Regions from separate parts of the Columba livia genome. Here region 1 is linked to region 2. A link is a contact called in public Hi-C data. All regions are on one chromosome and are shown on one strand. The core of a region is the stretch at or near the end of the contact, and the rest is flanking DNA. Distances in the headings are between cores, read along the strand shown. Region 1 overlaps BCL11B (BCL11 transcription factor B). Region 2 overlaps BCL11B (BCL11 transcription factor B).

Region 1 (7,228 bases), core at 2,801-5,300, 49 kb after region 2:
ACATTTCTTAGGAATTTGGCTGTAAGAGTCAGAGGTCCTGGGACTTCTGGAATGAGGTTAACTCAGGCACTAAGCAAGGCAGTGGGGAGACATAGGCACTGGAATCATGCCATGAAACAATGCTTTCTAAATTTTTGTCTTTGCTATTAACATAAGGAATCTCTGGTTAGAGAGAGGACAGTTTGCAGAACATACCTGCAGCTTTTATGCTTGTTTAAATGTCACTTGGCTACTTGGAGCCTATTGTGAACTCATTATTTTCAGTCCATCCCCTGGCAATGGGAGGAGAGCATCTTACCCTTTTTGTGTGTCAGATGGTCTCCTTACCTCTCTTGTATTGACCTAGATTACTTCACTTGAGGCCCAGGTCTAAACCTGATCCTTACGTCTCTTCCATGGCTGTGTGACAAGCGTAGTTCTTCCAGGGCATGTTGTACCATGCCAGCAGTCCACTGATGGATGGGTTAGGGACTGCTGAGGGATGCTTAGCTGAGCACCTTTCCAGGAGCTGCTTTCTGACTTCAGTGGTGTTGTACTCTTATGCCAGCTGTGAACATGATCTATGGAATTCAGGGATGTACGGAAATTTAAGTAAGAATCAGAGTATTGTCGGGAAAGATGTACCATTTCAAACTGTCCATGGTGTTCAGTGAGAAAAACAAAAAATCAATGGGACAACAACATGGCAGCAGCACCCTTTGCTTGTGGGGGACCTATTTTTTTCAGTTTGCATCTCCTAACAGAGACTGGGGTTATTTTCTCTCTTCAGGTTGGACAGGGAGAGAGTAAGTTCATTTATTGTGGCACAGACAGGCTTATAATGCAAAGTCTGTCTAAAAATTGAGTGTTTACGGATTGATTAATCAAAAACCTTTATAAAAATGTGTGAACCGTCAGTTCAACTGGGAATAGGATCATTGTGGTTTTGGCTACGGAGAGGACAAGATTACTGAGTAACTTTACCTTTCTGCAATGCTTTTTAAAATATAATTTTAAAATAATACATTCTTTCTGTATTTTTTCTGTGTTCTCCTTAAACTGTATTAATACCTCCATTGTAAAGTCGAGGTAGCATCTTAAAAACTCTGTAGCCTACTGAAACCAAACCCTTCGCTATCATTGGCAAGAAATACATAGCATAGTTGTACAAAATCTTGTGAAATTGTTGTAAACTCCCTCCTAATTTCCTTCGTACTTTCTCTGCACATTTTCCATGCCGAGCAGTGTGAAAGCTCCAGTGATGCTGGCCCCTGCCTTCACCACCACTGTCAGCGTTCATTAGTGCAGTCGAGCACACTCATAAATGTCTTCCCATATTTAGAACCCTCTAGCCAGAAAATCTTCCCTTCTCTTCTCCCTGTTTTGAGTTAAAAACTGATGGTCAGGGTTTGAGGTTGGCACCTGTGGTTTAATTTTAATTCTGATATCATCCAGAGCTGTAAGGGAGAATGAGGATGTGTGGGAGACAGTACTATCACTGTTAAATAATTTGCTCCTTGCCCTTTCCTGTTAAGTTTGCCAGGCCATATTTTGTGATTGTAAGCTGGGACATCTTAAATTTGTTTTCTCCTTAATAGGTAAAGATGAGGGAATGCTGTTTCTCACTTTCTCCTCACTCTACTCTCTGGGGCTGGCTGGGGCTGCTGAGGAGGTGTTAACCAGGGGATTGCATTGTCCGTGGTTAGATTTGCTCCCCTCCCTGGCAGCACGGGGGCTGTATTGCATAGAGCTCCCTCCCAGCAAGGCCCAGTGAGTCAGCATCCCGCTTGCTGGGCTGGCTTATAGGAACAGGCTGCTCTGTCCTTGGCCACCCTGACCATGGAGTTTCTCCCCACCCACACCTTTCCCTTCCTCTGCTCTGCCCCAACTTCTTTCTTTTTTTTAATATATCATTTCAACTTTGCCATCAGGTAGGTCCTTCGTTCATTGCTGTCTCTGCCAGTGGTCCCTGCAGTAATAATTACAGCGTTTTTTCTAAAAATCAAGTGCATTTTGCACTTTTTTTTTTTTTAAGTGGAAGTGGCTGCTGAAAGTTAACACAGCTTGCAACATTCAGACTTATTGGGCCAGCATGAATTTCCTTAATAAGCTGGGGTATGTGACAGTGTGTGCACGTGTGCCTGTGTGCTTTTTCCCCTAAACTCTGGAATAAGAGTGCTGTCTCTTTAAATCCTAACTCCAACTTTACTGGCGATTTTACAGAGCCTGGTTTCATTTATAGTGGAGCCAGACTTGCTGTGTGAGAGCCGTCCGCATGCTGGAATTAGTCTTAAGCTCGCTTCTGTGGCGTTGCCAAATTCCATGTTTGTGTTTTATTTAGAATTCTTTTCACGGCCAGTCGAATCTGTTCAGGCACACATAGGCAGTGTTGCGCCCCATGGAGAAAATAAGCAAGTTTGCGTTTTCTTTGGCATAGGCCATGGCCACAAAAGACTGCGGTCTAAAAAAACATTTTTTAAAAGCTATTTTAACCCATAACAGATGTATAAAGTAGGCACACGCATGCCAGCTTCCTTAGTTTTAATTAAAAAATAATTACAGCTTTAATGGGATGCTAGTGACAAATTTGGATGAATGGTGGGTGACATTATCTCAAGGCTTACTTCAACTAATAAATTAGTGCATTTCCCTTGGCCAGTGGTAGAGATGAAATTAAATGAAGGAGCAGATTAATATTTCTTAAAGTTACATCGAACCAAACGAAAAACCAAATAAAATAAAAACCCAAGACCCCTTCCTCCCTCTCTTACTCAGATTCCCGTTTGCATGAGATCACAGAACATGGAGAAAAGGTTATTTTCCCTGGCTGATAAATGATCTGGCCAATGATAAACTGGTCTTAGCTTTGTAAGGTACCTGCACCTTTCGTAATTTGACATCGGTAGCCACGTCACCAAATTATTGTGATTAATGTCAGCAGACACTTCTATTTATAAATACATCTAACTAGCCAACACAGTACCTCCGAGCCAGGAAATCTTAAATATAAAACCATCCCTAGGTGCTGCATGTTGCAATGGTTCTCTCTTCATACCTCAGCTAACTGGCTGCCTTTTGCGCTGCGATGCTGGCTGTGATTCTTCACATCTTTAGGCTATTTTCAATTTGAGGCTTTTAAGGCTCACCAGAACTGGGCTAGATGCACAGCCTTGCACAGGTAACAACAGTTTATATTTATTAAAAAATAAACAAAGGAGTAATAAACATGCAATGAGCTAACCCCAGATGGTATCTCTCCTGTTATTACAGTCAGGTATATGCGGCGCTGGGGAAGGGAGAGGGAAGGATCAGCATGGGAGGCTGTGGGTGTTGAAGGAAGAGGAGGAGAGATCTGACACGTTCACTGGAAAAGTGTCTTCCTCCTTCCCATGCAAGCCTCCATCCCACCCATGGACAACCTGAGTAGGTGCTCAGAGGAGAAGTGATGAAGCAACTAATTTTTTCATGGTGTCCAGCAGAACCTCATTTCCTCTGGACTTGCTTGTCCCACCCTGGCGCTTTCCAGCAGCAAAGATAGCCCAGAGTGGGATGGGGCTTTCTGGATGTGAGCAGACGATTGATTTCATGATCTCTGGCACAGGCAGATGAGTATCATTTGTGTGTGGATGGCCAAACCCTGCTCACCATTCTCAGATGTATTCTTGCATGAAACTTCTCATCTGCTTAACATTTAGCACCTCCTTATTAAAAAAACTCTGAAATGCTGCTGATACATGTAATCTAGATTGTGAGAGCTCTTCAGGTAGGAATTGCCAGTTTTCTGTAGCAAGCACGCTATCTTGTTTCCTCGTTAAAAACTATAAGCAATTTTTGGAAAAAGCAATTGAAGGAAAGATAGAAAAAGGAATTATCAGGTGTTTGTTGGATAGCTACGTAACTTCTCCTAGACCAGTCCAGATTTGTCTTGTGATCTACAAATGCTTTGCTACTAATCTCCATGCAAATATGTCAGTGTCCCTCAACTTGCCCGCTGAAAGCTGTCTGCCGTGTGAAGCTGGGGAAACACAGTGTAACGAAGCAACTCTGCTTGGTTCAAGCTAGTCTGGAGAATCTGAGCTCCTCAGCCTGATCTACTTGATCTCTCAGGGAGGGCAGTGTCTATCCTTGGTGTGCAGGGGGTTCATTGCCTGACGACAAACCAAGCCAGACTCTCCAAAGACAAGATTCTTAGCCTTTGTTTAACTGCAGTGAAAGAGAAAGATATTTTCCTTTGTCGTCTGAATGAGGATTTCTGTGGTAATATTTCCCTGAGCTCGAATTCCTCATGAGTGAAAATGAAGTTCCAGCATTAAAAACATGAGTCACACAGTGCAGATGAGAGTAATTTTTGCATTCCTGGAATTTTTGGAAGGGAAACATTACATTTGCATTAATCCTTTCAATTATACCTTATTGCTAAAATAAGCCGTGAGGCATTCTGCAGTAGAGCCCTTTGCTATTTGGTTTCAGCTGAGGCTTTGAAACTAGCACCTGAAAGCTTTTAGACTCCTGTGTGTCAGTATCTTAATTTTCTTTTTATGTTGCTGCACACAGGATGGTCTGGTATCTTTTTTATTTACTCCTTAGGATTTTTTTGTTTAATAAATAAGAGTAATTTGATTTGTTCTGATCTGTCTCAAGTATCTAATTGCTGCTGTAGAGAATGATTAATGTCCAGTTGAAAGGATTCCACATCTATAAATGAGAATTGAAAGCAGATGTTAGTTTGATGAACGTGTGCTGCCCATTCCTTGTCTGCACTGGCTCAGAGAGAAGGCTGCTAAGATATTGCTATTTATCAAAAGAGAGATGTTAGATGCCAAATACAGTTCAGAGTCACACACCTATCATGAGCCAAGTGAACAGTTAACAAATAATGTATCCCAGGTAGTATTTTTCTCTGCTTGTGAAATATCTGTACACAAGACAGCATTATCCTCAAATTGTCAGAAATACTTGACAAACTCCAGTTCAAGAGAGTGCACTGTGAGTTGATTATAACCAGGACTTTGTGTCTCAGTTCTTACTTGGGGAGTATGTCGTCCGAGGGCAGGTAAGTTCAGTTTCCAGAGCTATTGCCTGCACAATGCTGATTCTGAAGTTAATTCAACCCATAAAAAGAATTACGAAGCTGATACTGTTCTCTTTTCTATTTGTGGACTGGCTAGGTGCTCAAGCATTTCTGGCAAGCCAGGCCAAATGCTTTTCAGAGTTTGCTAGCTTGAGTTCATGCAGAACTGTGGAGAGCAGACAGTAAAACGACCAAAAGACTGAATTGCCTGGGCACAAGATCAGTTTTTGTAACATCCTGCCAACTTTGACGTACACTCGCACACAGTAAGTGCAATAGCTTTTATATAAAAGCAGGTACCAATGGGATCTTTTCACGTGGGCTCCTCAGTTTAGTAATGCATGATGCTGTACAGTCCTTTCACACGTGGTGCTCTCTTGGCTGTCGGAGTTCGCCTTCCCAGCCAGTATGTAACAGCAGGTTAGCAGCCAGCGCATGTCAGAGTGGAGGAGGAGAAATTCTGGCCAAGGGCAGGCATTTCTGACAATGGCAATAGGATTGTGAGTGTTTCCAAAAAAACAAGAAATCTTTCTTTTTTAAAACCTCTCTTAAAAATCTTTCCTGGACTCTTAAATGTTCACCAGTATGACTGTGGACAAAAGAGTAAAAAAAAGATTAATAGATTTAGTCACTTTTGGGGTTTTTTTGGTGAAATGGTTTTTGCATTTTTATTTTTTGTTAAATCATCATTCAGATAATACCAAGACTAGCAAACTATCTCACAGGTGGACAGATGGAAATGTAAGGACCAACTCAAATCTTCCTTGCTGTCTATAAATCAGGCTGATTTGCGATATGTGTGTATGGCAAGAGAGAGAGAAGAGAGGAGAAGGACAAAAAAAGGTACAGAGAAAGGACCTGGAGTGATGGAGGAGGACAGGTACTGGCATCCCAGAGCTCTGGCTATGTCAGCTTCTGTGCTGCAGTCGTGTAAAAATGACAACAGAGTACTGTCAGTAGGACCTTCCATTCCTCTGGTACCTGAATAGGACTCTGTATCCAGTAGTCAGGTGAGAACAGAGGAGAGCTTGGTTTTACATTTATCTGTCTTTTCCATTTAGGGACTAACTATAACAACATTAATTTCAAATAAAATTGTTTCTTAAAATCCTTGGCTTTTGTTTTGTGGACAGTACTGAACTGAGGAGTTAGACAATTAAAGTAACTACCGGGGTAAAACCTGGCCTTTTAGATTGTTTCTGATTATTTTTCCTGGCCTATATCTACCTGACTCTGCTATAATGTCAACAGTTTCCAACTGATATACCTCACAAAGTGACTGGAAATCTGAAATTGTACCAAAATAAAATAAATGGTATCTCTCTTCCTACCAGATCATACTTTAAAGTTATTAAAACCCCAAACCTGATTTTTGCCTTTCTTTACTTGTCTTTCTCCACTCTCTTCTTAGCTTAGTTTTCTTATAGGGAAGAAATTTAATTGATGCAAATACAACTATCCTAAATTAAGCTGGAGAGATACTCATGTGCGTGATATCATCACTGGTCAGCCTGTAGTGCATGGTAAACTTCATTTCTGTGGAGGAGAGCTAGGACTGAAGTCAAGAGATGGGGCACAGCTTACAGTGCAGTCAGCAAAATATGTCAGAGTTTCTCTTGGTGTAGTCTCCTGACTGGTTGTTCCTATATCCTTATGTGGGGTAGGAGAAAACACCCTTGAGAAAGTGTGTGAAGGAAGCTATCCTTTGTAACATGGTGGCTTTCCTCATTGCAATGAATCCAGACTGCTGAATGAGCTGTGAATGTGTAATTTTTGCAGGACAAGGCTTGTCCACAGTATTTTATTGTTTCTGGAAGTGGTCACTTGAGCAAGTACACATGTGTTCTGACTCAGTGTTGATTTGCTTTGGCTGCTTCTTAGTAGGTTTTCCTGTGAATAAAGGTGTGTCTGGCCCTGAGCAAATTGTGGAACTCCCTTGTGTTGGCAGTGCAAAGGTGTAAAGGGGTTGGGAAGCACATAGCTCAACGTACATCAGAGGCTTAGCATCAGGAATCTCATGTTTTCTCTGCATGGGCAGATACTCTGTTGGCCTTACACAACTGAGGGCACGGCCCTAAGTTTTAATCATGCATCTAAAATCAAAGGCGAACACCACATAGGCAGTGTTCCTTGGAAAAGGCAGCTTTATGAGAGCAACAACAGGCTTGTTTTACAGCT
Region 2 (6,974 bases), core at 3,372-5,871:
CGGCTGGGGGGGGGGAGACTCCAAGAGCAACCAAAGCTGGTAAATGACTTCAGAGAGAGGGAGAGGAGAAGGGAATTAAAGAGGGGAGGGGGGTGTGTGGCTAGGGGGGATGGGCTGAGGGTGGAGGGGGGGAGAAGCCCGAAGTTTGCCGTGCGTTTTTGCAGCGGTGCGGAGGTGAGGCGGTCAGGCAGGCGGCGTGGAGCTGGAAAGGCGCTGCCGGCGGGGAGAGCGCGGCGTGGCGTGGAGCGGCGCGGGGCTCCTCCGGGGAGCGGGTGCGTGTGCGGGGGGCGGCGGAGCCGGGCGCGCAGCTGCGGGCCGGGCTATCCCGCTGGGGCTCCGCCGCTCGCCCCCGGCCCCGCTCCTCGTTCCGCGCTCCTCGGGCAGCGCGGAGCGGTGGGAAAAGTTGGCCGAGCGCCTCGCTTCGGCGTGACAGCCGGGCCGGGGCAGGGGGGGCGGCGGATCAAGGTGGGCAGCGAGCAGGGGTGAAGCGGAGCGGCCGGGGGGGGGGCTCTTAACGGGAAGCACATGGAGGCGGTGGGCCGGACAGAGCAACGCGGGCCGGCAGCGGCGGCCGCCGAGCCCCCCGGCGCGGGGAGCGGGGGCAGGTAGATGGGCAGGCTGAACCCTGCCCGCCCCAAATGCATCGCCGGCGGGGGGAGATAACTCTCCTCCAAAGTGGGGGGGAAGGCAGGAGAAGCTTCTTTGAGGCTAGAGGCAGGGCAGAGGGTGCAGGGGGGCCGGGGGCGGGAGGAGGTGTCTGTCGGAGACATGGAGCGCGGGAGAGCCAAGGTGGAGGACAGGTCTAGAGGGCACGAAATGAGGACCAGGCAGCAACACCCGCTAGGGTGCCGGGGCAGGAGCGGATGCTACACTTTGTCGAAGCTCCCATTGTAAAATGAAAACACACACATACCCGCCCGCCGCGCGCCCCCTCACCGCCCCCCCCAAAAAAAGAGAAGGAAAAGATAAAGTGGGGGGAGGGAAGGAGGCACCCCCCTCCAGCTCCAGCATCCCCCTTCCTCCCCGTTTCCACCCCTAAAGCCCCGGGAGAAGGGCGAGCGCCTGCAGGCACGGTCGTGGGCAGGTCCCCTCGCCGGGCGCCCCGCTCCGCTGCTCCGCCGCTCCCGTCCCCGCGGGGCTTGTGCCGCGTGGGGGGGGAGAGGAGTGGGGGCTCCCCCCGGGGCGCGGGACACCAGCGCTCCCCACTTCTCCGCTACCACCGGGGTACGGCAGTGGAGTCAAGGAGGTCCCCATTTTCCTCCTGTAGCATGGGACCCGTTTGGGGGGGTTGGTAGAAAATTCCCTGCACATCGTGGCGAGGTTTGGGGGAGCGGAGGCCGGGATGGGGCCCCGCACCCCGCCGGGAAGGCCGGCCAGACACCCCTTTCCCCTAAGAGGAGTCCGCAAGTTGCTGTGCTGCGGGGGGCGGCGGCGCACACCGAGCCAGCCCGGGGCTGAGCCGGAGCCGCGGTGGATCCGAATATTTATGTTGAGATTTTAAAGAATTTAAATAAATAAATAAAATATTCCCCCGGCTTCTCTCCCTCCCCTGAAAGCCAAGAATAGGAGCCATCTGCCAGGAGCATTTGGTGCTTGCGAGCTCCTCTTTCTTTGTTACCGGTGATAAATTTCTGTTTGTAAGATTTCCTTGGGAATGGAGATATCTATGTGTTTATCATTTTTCCACCTCCTGTGAGATTTATTTTCTTTTCGTATCGGAGGGGTTTAGTGGGGGAGGCAGTTTGAGTCCCGAAATTTCAATTTCTTAGTCTCTTTTTTTTTTTTTTTTGGGTGTACCTTTATTTTTTAACCCGTTCCTCCCTCTCCCCCCCCGCCTCCCAGCCCATCAGCTGGTGGAACACAAATGAAGATGCATCTAATATGAAGTTATTTCTGGGGGGGTTTGTTTTTAATTCATTGTTATTTTGGAGCCAGATTGGCATCACCATAAAAGGTGGATTCAACCCCCTCCTCAGCTCCCTCCCCTTCGTTAATTGCATTTTTGTTTTTAACCATCCGGTTTGGAAAATGCATTTCCTTTTTTATTGGTGGCTTCTTAATTTTTTATTTTATTCTTTTTTAAGAAAAAGCGTCAACAACCTAACCCCTCTAAATCGCCCTGTGAAATTTCTCCCACTTCTTTTCTGTTTCAGTTCCGAGGAAATGTGTGGTGTTGAAAGGGGGTGTGCGGAAAATCTGGTTTGTTGCGCACGTTTGAATTTGTTTAAAGGGGTGAAACATTTATTTTCTCGCTGATGTTGCTGGTGGTGGGGGGAGGTGGGGTGGAGAAGAGAGACAGGTAGGTTTGTTATTCCAGTTTGATCTCCTTTTCTGATCGCTTTACTTGAAAGTAAATAATGAGGCAGGAGAGCATGAGAAGGTGCCGAGGAGCTGCGTGTACAATGGGTTTAGCGAGGAGGCTGGGGAGGAATGGAGAGCAGAGCGGTACGCATATTCCCTCCCTCCCCTCCTGTATTTATCTGTCTCTCCATCCTGAGGAAGCTGGCGGAGAAATCAGCCTGCATACTGAACAGTGGCAGAAAAAAATGAAGGTATTCAGGGGAGGAGGAGGTGGGAGCCGGGGCGTGGGGGGGGGGCGCGCTGCGGCTGGGGCTGGGGGGAGCAGGGAGCGCAGGCATTTCAGCGCACAGGCGCGGAGCCTCAGCTGCAGGCTTGCAGGAGGAGGTTTCGCAATCCCCGCACTCCCCGGGAAGGTGTCATTCTTTGGGGAAATAGCAGCCAGGGAGACTGTCCTCTGCAAGGGAGAGTTTGGAAAGTAGCGGGCGACAGAATGGGAAACCAAAACACTTACAACAAAATAAAGACAACCCCAAGCCAAGCCCCCAAAGCTGGGATGGTTTGATACTATTTTCTGAAATCTTGCATTTATGTCATGTTCAGCTTGGGCTCACTCTCCCTTTTTGGCATCTGTCAGGAAAGTTGCATTTCAGGCTGGATTTGAGGTCTGTGCCAGGCAAGGAAATAGAGATTGGGAGAGAGGTGGGGGGAGAGAGAGAGAACAGTTTTCTGACACTGTTCAGCTGGAGTTTATTGGGTTTCATGCTCTTGGTGTTCAGAGAAACATTTAGATCCTGTGTAAGACAAACAACACAAAAAGCAGAGGGGCTGAAATGTAGTCGTGGTCCAGAGTTGCAGTGTATCCTTAGCACAGTGGTCTTTAAAACTACAAAACAGGATGGCCTGTTGATCCTCAACCAGGCAGCCCCGTAATAGATGCATGTGCAGGGCAAAAAGAAGGAAAACACTTAGAGAAGAGCAGCTCTGGACCTTTATTCAGCCGTGGTGGACAGAACAAACTTGGTAGTCGAGCTCAGTTAGATGAGTGGACAAAGCCAAAGAGGCAATTATGTAAAGAGGAGGCTGAGCTGTTGAGCTGCTCTATGCAAATAAACGTTATTTTAGTTTGATTCAAATTGCTGATTTTCCAGCTAAACATCTTTTTTTAACTCGAGAAATCTGTTTTCAAACTAGTCCTGCATTTTGTATTTGAAGGAAATGTGAAAGGCGAGAGCATGTAAAAAGCTTGCTGATAGCAGTTTTGCAGAAGGCGGCAATGCAAGAACATTTCTGTAGAGCAGAAGTAAAGACTGGGAGGGAAAGGTTCAGTAAAATCATACAATTCCAGGTAGAAAGCCAGGTTTCCCAAGGAGGCTTTTCAGTACCTGGTCAACAGGTTCCCTAGGAAAAGTAATAATTTCCTTTATTGCTTTGTATCTGTACGTAGTCATTAGCAATAATAATAAAAAAACCCTACAAGTTTTTGCATGTCAAAGTTTTCCAAATTGCTTCAAGGAGCTTCTCTTAAAATGCATTTAGATTTAGTGCAATTAATGCACTTTTTCCTACAGAAAAACAAAACAAAAAAAAACCCCCAAAAAACAACAAAACACACCAAGGTAATAAATTCTAATACAAAGAGAACGTAAGCTGTGACTAAAGAATTAGAGTGGAAATTATTATTATTTTGGAGGCAGCTGACTTTTTCATAATACCTGCATAGTTGTGCACAGAAAAGCTTAACATGTTTTTAAAAAGCATTACATGTGTTGGCTTTAAATAGGACAGGAAAATAAAGGTTGCATGTTGTTGGCTTTCACTTGCCGTTCATTTGAATGTATTTGTACCAGACTTGCGAGATTTAAAAAAAAAAAAAACTGGCACATTTTAATAGTTTCTGGTATTTTAAAATGTTTTTTAAAAACTGTTGCAGCGTAGCTAGATTGAGGATCTAGGTTGTTCTGTCCTTTTTGTTGGATGTGCTCAGTGGTTTAAATAGATATACAGCGGGTGAGAAATCATTTTGCATTTTATGTTATTTGCTGGTCGGCAGATGCAGAGCATATTTTGTCCGGCTTATTTAAATATTGAGAAATAAAAGTCTTCAAGATTTTACAACCTGGCTGCCTTTAATAGGAGTGGTTGGAGCCCTTGTCTTGCGCAAAATGTATGTTTCTCTGGAGAACAAAGGGTTGTCTTGTGGCATATTTGACAATAATTAGGACTTACAGGAGTGTGCGCTCGTAGAAGTAGTACAAATTATTGATACCGGTTACCGACTCCAGTTGACACCTCTTCAGCGGCTCTTCCCGGGGCTGAGCTTCCTGCTGGCAAATCTTTTCGCTTAAAAATTGCCTCTGTGCAAGACTTTTGCTTCCCTTCCGCGTTTCCTACCTGGATCGCTTTGCGCTCCGTGCTGTTTGTTGATGGAAAAACACTTTCCAAAATAAACTTTGCTGGCTTCTTTTCTGCTCGCCTCCCGAGCCTGCCTGGTGGCCCGGCTGCCAGTGGCGGGAGATGACGACTAGGGGGAGCTCCCGGCCCGCGGCACGGCGGGGCCGCTGCCCGGGACGGGATGCGCTGCCCGGGGAAATCACAGCCGCGGCTCAGGCAGTTTACGGTGTTGCAAAATGTTTTCGGTGTAAAGTTGTGGTATTGATTTTCATGCGAAGATCTATACAGCACTAGCTGAGAGGGGCTGTGAGCGAGACAAATCTATTTTTAGCTAAATTGTGGCTGAGTAATGGGCTCGGGCGGGCAGGAATTTTTAATTCAAATTATTTTTTAACAATGCCTTTTATCGTCAACGTACGATGTTTAAATTCTCAATTTGTTGTTGTCAGATAGCAATCAGGCTAATTATACCTGTACATGAGTGAGTCTCTGTGCGTGGGGGGAAAAAAACCCACAGAGACCCATTTGTTTGTTCCAGTGGACATAAAAACACAGAGCGGGGAAACTGGAGTTCTAGGGGAAGGTGTGTAGAGCAATAAAGCAGACATACATGTACATAATTTGGTGTTGATTACATGTCAGAAAGCCACATGTATCCCTGCCGAGAGGATTTAACATTAGATAGTTTACCTTACTTTCATCATCAGACCCGTATAGCAAAAAAAATCTGCAGTTCTTGCAAACGAAAATAAGCTATTTTTTTTTTTTTTTTTTTTCTAGAGAAATAAACACAAAATCACATCTGTCATGCAGAAGTTGCTGCTGAGCAGCTCACAGGCTGCTCTGCTGGTCTTGTGCTGTTCTCTACTGCAGTCGGCTTGTGCTTCATGGACGGACTTTAGCGGGACGCTTTCTTGCCCAAACATATAATTTTGTGGCGTACACATGGGAAGCTTTGATCGGTGAATGTTTATTTCACCCAACCCTAGAAATTCATCAGGTTATGATATTGCTAACATAGCACAAGCATCTTCTTATTTTTATGGCACAATATGTGGATGGAGGTTATCCTGTGACAGGAAAGTGCACTTTATTCTAACCTGAAAGAGAAGTAAATTAGGTCAGACAAAAGATCAGGGCTGTCATCAGCTGTACAAAACCCCTTCACTCTTGGGTAGTGAGGGCCAGCAATTTATCTGATTATTTCTCTACTTCATTTATGTTTGAATTGAGCTAGTTGGAAGCATACAGACAGCAGCCAGCTCGTTTGACAGACCGATAAGCTGAAGAGCACAGTGCCCAGGCCGCTGCTGATGCTGGCATTCCCCAGTCGCGGGAGAAACCTTCCCTTCTCCCCTCCTGAAAAATCAAACTTTTCTGACGATGGCTTTCCTTCCATTCCACAACTGTTAACTTTCACCAAGAGAAACAGCAATCTCTCTCTCCTCCTCCCCGTCGCCTCTGCCCACCCAGCACATGCACAACCACACTCCCCTTCGTCCTGCTCCCTCCTCTGCCTCCCACCCGTCCCACTCCCCCAGGTTGAAGCCTGGTGGAAAAGTCTCCCCACAGAGACCTGCTACCTGAAAATGGCTCTCTGCTTCACTGATGGAGCTTTTCCTTCTTTTTGATCGCAGTTTTGTTTCTCCAGGGTTGTGTTGCAGTGGTCGGTTGAATTTGGTCTTCCCTCGGTAGCCTCCAGAGAAAGCAGGCGGAAAAATAAATGAGGGTTGGGGGTTACCGCCTGCTTTAAAGTTAGTGGTACCATAAAAATGCTTGGTGAAGCATCAGCATTGGCTGTAGATGGATTTATATATATGTATCTTTTTAACGAGGGAGGGAAACGACAGCAATAACTGCGTGCATTGATAAATGCATGATTCATTCAGCTGCTCTTACTACAGCACCTTCCTCTTTCATGTTTATTTACTTTCTTAAAATGTATCTGGGCAGGCTGCACATCGTTCCTCGGCACCCACGGTTACAGCCTCAGAAGCAGCTGTGTGTTCAGCTCCCGAACATCAGTTAAATTTGCTCGCTGTCCACCCTCCCTCCCAAAATGCTGTTTCTTGCTCAGTACTGTAGACCCTTGTTGGAGCTTTAAGTAGTAGCCTCTTTCTGTTTCTTTTTTTCTTTTCTTTTTCTTTTTTTTTTTTTTTTCCAAAGGATATATAAAAAATGCCTAAAGCAGGCTATTCAAAAACAAATTAAAGCAGAGGGACACACTTCATGCGTTGCAGGCACACGCCAGTAGAAGCAGGTTAGAGAGTATCATCATTTTA

What was found. A called contact is a pair of places that touch in the nucleus more often than the background predicts.
Region 1: a Hi-C map of crop shows a contact between it and region 2, with 2.6 times the contacts expected there. The contact joins two enhancer-like sites. A contact is called at or near these places in 2 of 2 Hi-C or Micro-C datasets (crop and liver).

Annotation. Positions count from the first base shown.
Region 1 is chr5:14,120,716-14,127,943 of bColLiv1.pat.W.v2, forward strand. All of the region lies in intron 3 of BCL11B (BCL11 transcription factor B), which reads left to right. Among named protein-coding and RNA genes, the nearest start is that of BCL11B, 54 kb to the left of the region's middle. Within about 2 kb of position 4,051, at least 2 of the 3 cell types and tissues checked have an H3K27ac peak away from gene starts, as active enhancers do.
Region 2 is chr5:14,071,185-14,078,158 of bColLiv1.pat.W.v2, forward strand. All of the region lies in intron 1 of BCL11B (BCL11 transcription factor B), which reads left to right. Among named protein-coding and RNA genes, the nearest start is that of BCL11B, 4.8 kb to the left of the region's middle. Within about 2 kb of position 4,622, at least 1 of the 3 cell types and tissues checked has an H3K27ac peak away from gene starts, as active enhancers do.